Linked DNA regions of Mus musculus: region 1 is linked to region 2. A link is a contact called in public Hi-C data. All regions are on one chromosome and are shown on one strand. The core of a region is the stretch at or near the end of the contact, and the rest is flanking DNA. Distances in the headings are between cores, read along the strand shown.

Region 1 (4,630 bases), core at 54-2,553, 640 kb before region 2:
GCCGCAAATGGGAATTATACATGGAACTAAGCGTTTCTCCTCCTTAGGCTGCTCCTGTAAAGAAAGACTTGATCCAGTATAAAGTCAGCTCAGTTACTCATCAACAACCATCTACGATAAGCGAGTGTCTCCTGCGTGTCTATCTGAGGCACTTGGGGTAGGGTGTGAGCAACACGGGACAGGTTCCTCTTCTAATCCAGTGTCAGGAGATTGATAACTCCCAGAAGACAGACACTCGTGATCCATAGAGATGCACATGGAGGCTGGAGCCACTGCATTCAGAGATTCTGCACTTAGGGATGGGAAGGGATGGAGAAGCCATGCAGATAGAGTGTTCTCACAAGACACTGCAGGATCACGTGATCTCATCAGGGAGGAAGCACAGGGTCAGAGAACAGCCAGGGGTGCTTATGTTGATGGGCACCTTGCAGTGAACTTCAAAGCATGACACAAATATTAGTCACTGTGGCTGTGTTCCCTCTGTGCATCTGTGAGCTATGAGATCTTACTTTTGTATATGCTGAATGGGGAGAAAACAGCTATTGTCCAAAGATTCCAAGATATGCAAGCCCAAGTTGAGTATTTTCTTAGAATGTATGGGTCTGTGTGTCACAGTGACGGGACATCATTGTCTCTGTGGTCTACGAGGGATCTCCACAATACGAGTGGGGTTGTGTGGCCTCTTTCGTAGTAAAGAGAACATTCTGGGGTGGTAAAGTCAAGGGCATTGAGAAAGGGCACACAGCTGTGCTAGGGGAGAAGTCACCAAGTGATTAGACAACCTTGGCCCCTGCTTTGCAGGTGGAATGGGTGGGGCGGGCAGGTGCATTGGTTCTGCAGCCTTGTAAACAAGTAGTTCCCTGGTGGAGCCAGGCTCTGCCAGAGGAAGCAGTGAGGATATCTGGAGTCTAATCTGGGCGCTGTCTTTCTAAGGCACAGGAGGAAACGGGCAGTTTCTAATTAAGGATGCTGAAGTGCTGCCCCTGGTAAGGTCACAGGTGAAGTGTGTCTCAGCTTTCTCTATGCTGAAGAGTCTGTGTGCAAGCAATACACATTTTTATTCTTACTAATTCAGGCTATCCTTTTAGATTATACACCCCAAATGAGTTCCTCCAGATTCTCTGTAGTTCCTGTGATAAATGACGCCTCAGAATGTTGCAAGCAGAGCAGCCTTCCCTCTCCTGCCTAGTGACAGAAGCGAAGTGGGCATCTCCAGCCACGCGCCTTCCTCACACCTCCCTCATGGCTGCTGCCTCTCAGCATGGAGCATCTATAAAGGGAAAGTGAAGGGTTGCTAAGCAGGATGGGAAACTCCCAATGTAGAGATGTGGGAAAAAAATAAAAAGGGTCAAATCAGTATGTGTTATGAGTTGCACAGAAGCCCGAATCCTAGAAAGCTCCGGAAAGTAGTCCAAGCCAGAAATAACCAGGCATGCAGCCAGGATGGAGAGCAGGAGGCAGTCTTTCGATCCCTGCTGTGTGTGCCACTGTCCTGTCCTCAAGGTCAGAAATCTCTGTCCCATTTCCTTCCAATCCAGATCTGTAGCAAAAGCCTGTGGAGTACAAAGAGGAGAGACAGTCCATACGAGTGATCCTATCTCCCAAGCCCTTTGAGAGTTTTTGCATTTTATTTGCTTAAAATACTGAAAGTGTGCCAGTGCCTTGAAATAGTATGGTTCCCTGGCATTCTGCCATAAAGGTGATCATGAAAAGTGGTTTAAGGCATCTGTGAGAATTGACTTTATGAGGTACACTCTCTCATTCATCTAACCATCTGTCCATCTATCATCCTTTCATCTATTCCTACATCCACCCATTCATCCATGCACCCACCTATCCAATCCATCCATCCATCCATCCATCCATCCATCCATCCATCCATCCGAGGTATGGTAGCCACTAGATGCCAGACACTGAGCTAGGAGCCAAGCTAGGGGACAAGACCTGTATTGAGCCTCCTGGAACTCGTTGATGTAATAGAAGCCAGTAAACATGTGAGTGAATCACACACAAGTGGTGAAGTGTTGTAGAGGATGCTGACATGGTGTTATGGTAGAGAAGCACATACAAGTTGCAGAAAGGTCTGGTTTGGAATCATGTTGCTTATGGAGAAGCCCTCCACCATCACGTTTCTGAATGTGCATTTCCTGTCTCCTCCCCTCCCTGCCTGTATCCACATCCTTTGTGCCCGAATCATTACTCTACGCCCTGAGTTGTTGCTGACACCTGACACAGGTTTTCATTTACTTGGCCATCTGCCTTAGTCCATTTGTGTCTCTATCATGAGATATCTGAGGATGCCAGCAAACCGTGACGTTTACTCTGCTCACCATTCTGATGGCTGTGGGGTCTGATCAGCACAATGCAGACACCTAGAATGACATGCCAGAGGAGGACAAAGGATGTCTGCTGAGGGCAGAATGGCCATGCTTGTGGAACATGTCTGCTTCACATGACCACAAGCCTTGCCCCCTCTGCACTCCCTCCTCTCTTCCTAACACTCTCCCTGCCATGGGGTGGCTGTCATTCTAGAGCATCTTCTAACAAGCCTACTGAAAGATCACCTGATTGTTAGCCAATGGGATTTCATCTGCCTTACTCTTTACCATTGGTTCCAGTCCAGAGCCTGCGAAGTTTAGATGCTACCAACATGCAGAGAACCAAGATGCAAGTGACTGTCGTCCAGCCACAAGGAAAGGACTTCTAACAGGCATGGGGTTGCTTACTCTAGAGCATTATGCTCTCTGGATATGTAGCTTGAAGATCATATTCATCCACCCTTCCTGTCTGTCCATTTATCCATCTGCTCAGCTCTGGCAGCCTTTTCCGTTGTCTATTAAACTAACTTAATTGTCCTATTGATTCCTCTTAACTGATTCTAGTGTGTCTTTGACATATGCCCCTATGCATTTGTTTAAGAATAATTTTAAGAATATAGATGTGTGTATATTTTCCTATGCCCATAAGTATGGAGGGGGAGGGAGGAGAGAAGAGAGAAGTAAAAAACAGAACACATTTGGCTTAGACTTCTTTAAATGAGCTTAGAATACTTAAAGTCACCAACTGTTGTCAAAATAATCTAACTGAAAACCTTTTTTATGATATATTATTGACTCTCTCATGTAATTTATAGAGTATTATGTTAAAAAGAAATGACAAGGGCCAGGGAGATGGCTTGGTCAGGTGCTTGTCTGTACAATCATGAAGACCTGCATGTCTGTCCCCAGCACCTGCTCAGAAAACCCTAGAACTGACTAGTTCAGAGAGGGATAGTGTCCTGGAATGAGAGAGACAGACAGACAGACACAGAGACAGACAGAGAGAGACAGAGAGACACAAAAAGCACAGCACCATAAAGGACAACTCCCAACCTCGACCTCTGGTCTCCTTGCATACATAACCCAACACGCCCACAGTGCCTAATGGATTATAATGTGTGCTTGAGTTTTATTTGAGAAGCCCCATAATGAGATTGAAACTTAGAGATCTGTAAACATTGGATTTGAATACACGCTACCAGTTGTACAATGAGAAAACCCCCTTCTCCCATTGGTGCTCAAAATCTATGCTCTAGAAACTCAGAGAGAACTTGCCATGAAGAGAATTTTATTCTTAGAGCATCCTGCCAATTAAAATAGCCCATACAGAGTACGCTTGGAAAGTGGCCTCCGCCATTTATTTTCTAAGATTCCACATTGACAGGGATAACTTATTATTTAGCCGTGACTGGTCTGGTCTAGTTTTATTGCCTCACGCACTTGCTGACCCTATTGATTTACCCTGAAAGTCTAATTTAGTCCGGGAGACCACCTGTGATTTCTGTACATTTCACATGCGGAAGAGCATCGTTCTCAGCAACTTGTTCTCTCTGATTTCCTTCGCACATGAGAGTTGATGTAGAAAAGACAGCTGAGCAGAGCCTGGCAGCCTTTCAAAAGCACGCAGCCAAGTCTCCATTTACTCACTCTAATTTGAAGCTCTGTATGCCGGGTGTAGCCACCCCTCTCCCAAACCACGTGAGACTGAGATCTCCCGAGACACAGCGAGGCTGCAGAAATTGAAATTACCTTGGCGTGATAGATTTTTCTAATCTTCTTTCTTTCCTGAAAACCAAGAATTTTGAAACTGCTGGTGCCAGTTTTATGCAGCCCAAGCAGATGAGGATGATGCACATAGATGGAGAGGTGGTTTGAGAGTGAGATTGGGCTCTGAGGTCTCGGGAGCTTTGTGTGCAGAAGTTTCTGTCTAGTCAGGCTTCCGTGGAATGTGTCTGTGTTGTGCTTCGTGTACTAACCCATGCCTCAAACTAACAAAGAGCCTTCCTCTCTGTTACACAATACTTGGGTCTTCTGAAAAATACGCTAGACCATATGGTTGATGTGTCCATCAAAGTAGCTGCTTTAAAACAGAAATGTCATAGTCAAAGCCAAAGATGTTTTGAGCTTCTCTTTATAAATTTTTACAAAAGAAACAAATGTGCATGTGGCAGAGCGTGCAAGAGTGAAGAGCAAGTGGAGGAGAAGCGCTCTGTTCTCTCCCAATAAAACCTCCAGACCTTGAATGTCTTTTTAAAGAAGAGAATCCAGTCTTGGGCAGTTACTTAGATTTCATTACATAAGTCAGATACCAC
Region 2 (4,825 bases), core at 55-2,554:
TTCTATGGTGTGTGATCCCAAGGCTATTATTTAGGAAGTCTGGGGAATTTTAAGTGGCACTTAAAAGAGTGCCTCACTTCAGTTCTTCTAGTCCTCCACTTTGTATTCTTCCCATTTCCACCTGCAGACCCCCTTCCTGTGGCCGCACATCCTCCTGTATTCTAGGCTGTGGCATCACAGGGAAACTTCCCAGGAGTTTCTGCTCCCAGGAAAGCCCTGGTTGGTGTTTCCTGGGGATGGAAAGGCAGAAGGTATGGGTGTGACCATTGGTTCCCAGATCTCTCAGGGATCTCTGGGATGTGAGTGAGGGTTGTGTTTTTCCTGGGCTCTGTCAGACTAGTCTGGGAAGAACTGCCCAGTACATTAACACAGCAGAGGTACGCACATGGGCTCCCCTTTAAAGGAGGGCTCTTCCTCCTCTTCCCATTCTCATTCAGTTCCTTCCCAGGCCCTCTAGCCCAAAGCCTTATGAAGGTGTAGCCCTAGTGAGAGAGCGGCAAGGAATATACTAACACCTGCAAAAGCTGGCACTTCTGTTCTTTATAAATGCTGCCCTGGCTACGGCTGCACCTCCTCCATCAGACCCCAGCACCAGAGGGTTGGAAGGGTCTTCTTCCTGGACACTAAACAGCACTGAAGGAATGCTAAATTGTTTACCTCGTCCACTCACCCCAGCAGCCAGGGGAGAAGAGAGGGATCTCTATGTGTCACCACCGCCCGCGCCTGGGGCCCTTTTGTGGATATTTTCTAACATTCTCAAATGGCCAGGGGACAGAGCATCTAGTACCTGCTTTGTAGATAATCTGAGGCTCAGGGATGAGCAGCAAGCCATCCAGGTTATCCAGCTGCACGTGACAGAAACACGAGAGTGTGGGGCTCATGCTCTCCTCATCTGTAGGGGCTGTGACAAGCTCGGTCAGGAAGCTCTGGAGAGGAGGAAAACATGTTTGAAGCTGAAGCCCACCCATGTCCGACAGGCTCTCTGCAAGGCAAAAGCCTTCTTGGAAGTATTTCCTATCCCTGCATGAAGGGGAATAAAGCAAACTGTTTAACAGTCTCCCTTCCCAAAGTGCGGAGCTCTGCAGTGCATCTGGAAAGCGCTTTCTTCAGCTCTGCGATTCACCTCACATACAGCTCTGTGGCTGGGCAAAGTCAGACAGTCTGACCTTGGGGATAAGGTGTTTGGAGCTGGCTAATGAGGCATGCCATGGCACTGAAGAAAGAAAAGGCAGCAGTCCCAGAAGAACTGAAATTAACACCCACAGCAGTGGAGCATGGAGACCAGTGACTCATTCTCAGGACTCAAATTAGACCTTGCCGATGTGTCTCCACTGGTCTCCTGCCGATGTGTCTCCACTGGTCTCCTGAGGCTGGGCTGCTTGTCCAGCTTCCACTCAGACGTCTGAATGCACATGTTAGTGAATGGCAAAATGCACAGATTTATTTCCTTAAACTTGTCAGTTTGGGACTTAGACATTTCAGAAGGCTCCGAATGACCTTAGGTAAGGTAAATGTAGAGGCTCTATGAGATGCAAGCATACTTCTGGCTCTCTTCCTCAGCTCTTCCCAAGCGCATGTGCTCCTAAGAAAAGAAATTCAGTCATAACGCTGGTGTTCTTAATGTGCTTTGGGACAATCTTTCACCTATGGATGGATGGATGGATGGATGGATGGGCAGACGGATGGACAGATACATATATACATACATGATAAATGAGTAGATGGTTGTGTAGACAGATAATAGATTAATGACTGATAAGTAATAGGTGATAATAGATGACAGAATGAAACTGATTGGTGATAGATAAGTGACAAATGATGGTGATAAATATGAGAAGATAGATGTGTTATATACATGCATACATACATGCATGCACACATGCATATATACATATATAGATGATAGATAAGTGGGTAGATTAATAGATAGATGGAAAGAGAGGTAGCAAGACCTACTTGTTTATCGATATTTATATTATTTGTAATCTAGCTTATTTAGGGACACAGGGAGAATTTCTAGTCAAATTTTCTCATTAATAACAAATGGCCACATGGATATTGGCATCCTACAATTGAATTATGGCAGCACACACTTAAGCATTCAAACAATGATCATTATCTTTAATGATGTAGAAATCCCTTAAGCATCAACATTAGTTATGCATGTACTAGAAGAGATTTTGGTCTATCAAAATTCTAATGTGTACCAAATGGGAGAGAGTAAGAGAAAGTGCATGTGTGAGTACTTGCCTGTGTGCCTGGGTGCATGTAGGGTACATGTGTGTGCACATGTGCATGTGTGCATGTGGGGTGTGTGTGCATGGGCGTATGTGCGTGTGTGCGTTACGGGTGGGAGGTTGTTTAATAGTTGGCTCCAGCATGGCTATGAGTCTGGGATTGCTTTACCAGAGTGCAGACTTCACCCTTGTTCCTTCCAGGAAGATCTCCAACACTTGGCTGAGCACTGGCTGGTTCACCATGACAATTGCTCTGGAGCTGTGTGACAGGATCGATGTTTACGGCATGGTGCCCCCAGACTTCTGCAGGTAGGATTGATTCCGTGAAGGTACTTCATCAGCAGAGCCATTTAGGGCTGAGAAATCATCAGCTGATTCTGAACATCAAACACAAAACATGCCAATGCACCTTCTCAGAGCAATGACTTAGCATGTCCCAGGTCCTGGCTGCAGAAACAGCAAACGTCATTTAATTATGTGATGGAAAATATTGAAAGTTTTTATTTGTACTCCTAGAGAATCCATCTTACGGGCTTCATTTATTCTCTGAATATTTATCAGCCAAAAGTAATGCAATAATTGGCATAATATTGATGATGAACAGGCATTAAGAATTTTGAGTTTCCTTTCCATTTGGAAGAAATGCAGTGATGTTTAAATGAATCCATGGGGCAATTCCTTGGACTGAGAGTTTCCTGAAATTATAACATTCCTTCGAGTCTCTTCCTCTGACCACAGTCTAGTCTTGGTTCATATTCCTAGAGCCAAAACAACAGGCACAAGTATTTGACTCCATCACTTTAAAGGCAGTGTGCACACATCTCTGCTGCTTGATGTCTGGAGGCCTCTCCTGACCTGTGCCCAGGCTGAGAATACTATGTGTCTACAGAAGCACTGGGCTCTTTGCAAGGGCTTGGTTTGTGGAAAGTAGCCTACAGAACTCATGGATGTAGAGGGAATCCTGAGGCCAATCAATCCTGAAATCTCCTTGATTTTCAGAGATGCCCATGGCCTCCTCATGACTTCACCCCTGATGTTTAAGACCATCAGACCTGCACAGGAGTTAGTTACATCTTGTTGGCTAAAATGCATGAGTACATTGCCCTTCACTCATTTCAAACCTGACTGTGCCTCAAAGGTCATAGGTCTTCAGGCAAGAATTATACTTTGAACAGACAGAGCAAGATTGAAAATCATACTTAGTCCCTTCCCTGCTAGTCATCTCTCTGCTGCTAGAACTGAATGCCACACACTGGGGGATCTTATGAAGAATAAGAATTTATGCAACTCAGGGTTCTAGAGGCTTGTCCAAGATCGAGGGGCTGTGATGGGTGAAGGTCAGGATGTAATGTGGAATGAAGGTTAATCTTCATTAAGTTCACCTAGAAGGTTGAGGTACAGCTCTGAGTTTGTCTCTGAGGGCATTTCCCTGTGTGGACTGAGCAGAGCAGTACAACCCCATGGGCTGTGATCCAGGTAGATAAAATAAAGCCTTGGGGGTCTGAGTGTTCCCTTCTCTGTTTCCTGGCCCCCAGGACATGAGCTGTCCTTCTTTCTCACATCTTCTACACCATAATGTCTGAACCTTCTGATTCCGGTAGCTGAAATAAATCATTCCTCGTTTAAGTTGGTTCAGTCAGGTGCTGTGGGAATGGTAAGGCAAAACCAGATAGCATACATTGTGTGAAGGGCATAGACAAGAGTCAGAAATAGGCTTTTGTAAAAGGCCTACCTTCAAGACCACCCATGGATCCTCAAACCTATTAATCTGTTAAGGACGGAGCCCTTGTGACCAGATCCTTTCCATCTTGCTTTCTAAAAGAGGGTTAAAGGCCTCCCTGTGTAGCCTATGTTGGTCTCAAAGTCACCATACCCCTGTCCTGACCTCCTGAGTGTCAGGATAATAATTATGCACCCCTATGCCTGGCTGTCCCTCCCCCTAGTCCCTCAAACATGACAGCTAAACTCCAAGGTTGACTCTGGCAGATATTCAAGCCACACTCTTGCCACTTTGTCACATTCTCAGTACACAGCACAGTAGGATTCCTCTATATAAAACTGAGTCACACAGGAGAAAGAAAGGCACAGACAGAGAAACCTGGAACATAAAGGTATCCTTTCACCAGGTCCAGACTGCAAAGTCCAAGCCCAGTGTGGATAAACTAAAGCACCCTTGAATAAGCCACCTCATCTCTCTCTGCCTCACCCTCCTCATTTATAGAAATGGAGGTGTTGATAACAGAATCCACTGTAAAGTGTTGTGGGTGGATTAAGTAAGCTAACACATGTGGAGTGTCTGGAACAGTGCCTTGTATGTAGTGAGTACAGAATGTGTTAGATTGGGTCCTCATCCAGTTCCTGATCACTTACGTCACTGACATTGTTTCCCTGTTTGACAATTGAGGTTCAAGAAGTGGGTGGAATGCTATAAAAAAAGCAAGCTGCCTTCTCTATCAACAGTCTAACAAAAGATATGCAAGGCATTGCCATCAAAACTGATGGCTACAGAGCAGATATAATTATGTAATATTGCCATTAGGATGCCAGGAAGAAAAAGCATGAATAAATTGAAATGTTAATGGCTTTAA

Evidence for each region. A called contact is a pair of places that touch in the nucleus more often than the background predicts.
Region 1: a Hi-C map of cerebral cortex shows a contact between it and region 2, with 2.7 times the contacts expected there. The contact joins two enhancer-like sites. A contact is called at or near these places in 3 of 484 Hi-C or Micro-C datasets (cerebral cortex, extraembryonic endoderm stem cells and forebrain), 2 of 115 datasets of contacts at active chromatin or transcription factors (differentiating embryonic stem cells and embryonic fibroblasts) and 1 of 9 other capture datasets (embryonic stem cells).

The regions. Positions count from the first base shown.
Region 1 is chr3:153,481,599-153,486,228 of GRCm38.p6, reverse strand. All of the region lies in intron 2 of St6galnac3 (ST6 (alpha-N-acetyl-neuraminyl-2,3-beta-galactosyl-1,3)-N-acetylgalactosaminide alpha-2,6-sialyltransferase 3), which reads left to right. Among named protein-coding and RNA genes, the nearest start is that of Gm46831, 25 kb to the left of the region's middle. Within about 2 kb of position 1,303, at least 18 of the 459 cell types and tissues checked have an H3K27ac peak or open chromatin away from gene starts, as enhancers often do. A contact at or near this core is called in cerebral cortex, where this site is marked.
Region 2 is chr3:152,837,865-152,842,689 of GRCm38.p6, reverse strand. St6galnac5 (ST6 (alpha-N-acetyl-neuraminyl-2,3-beta-galactosyl-1,3)-N-acetylgalactosaminide alpha-2,6-sialyltransferase 5) reads left to right here. Exons shown (of 5, transcript NM_012028.5): 4 at 2,439-2,546. It also overlaps a transcript of Pigk not described here. Among named protein-coding and RNA genes, the nearest start is that of Gm46830, 59 kb to the left of the region's middle. Within about 2 kb of position 1,304, at least 14 of the 459 cell types and tissues checked have an H3K27ac peak or open chromatin away from gene starts, as enhancers often do. A contact at or near this core is called in cerebral cortex, where this site is marked.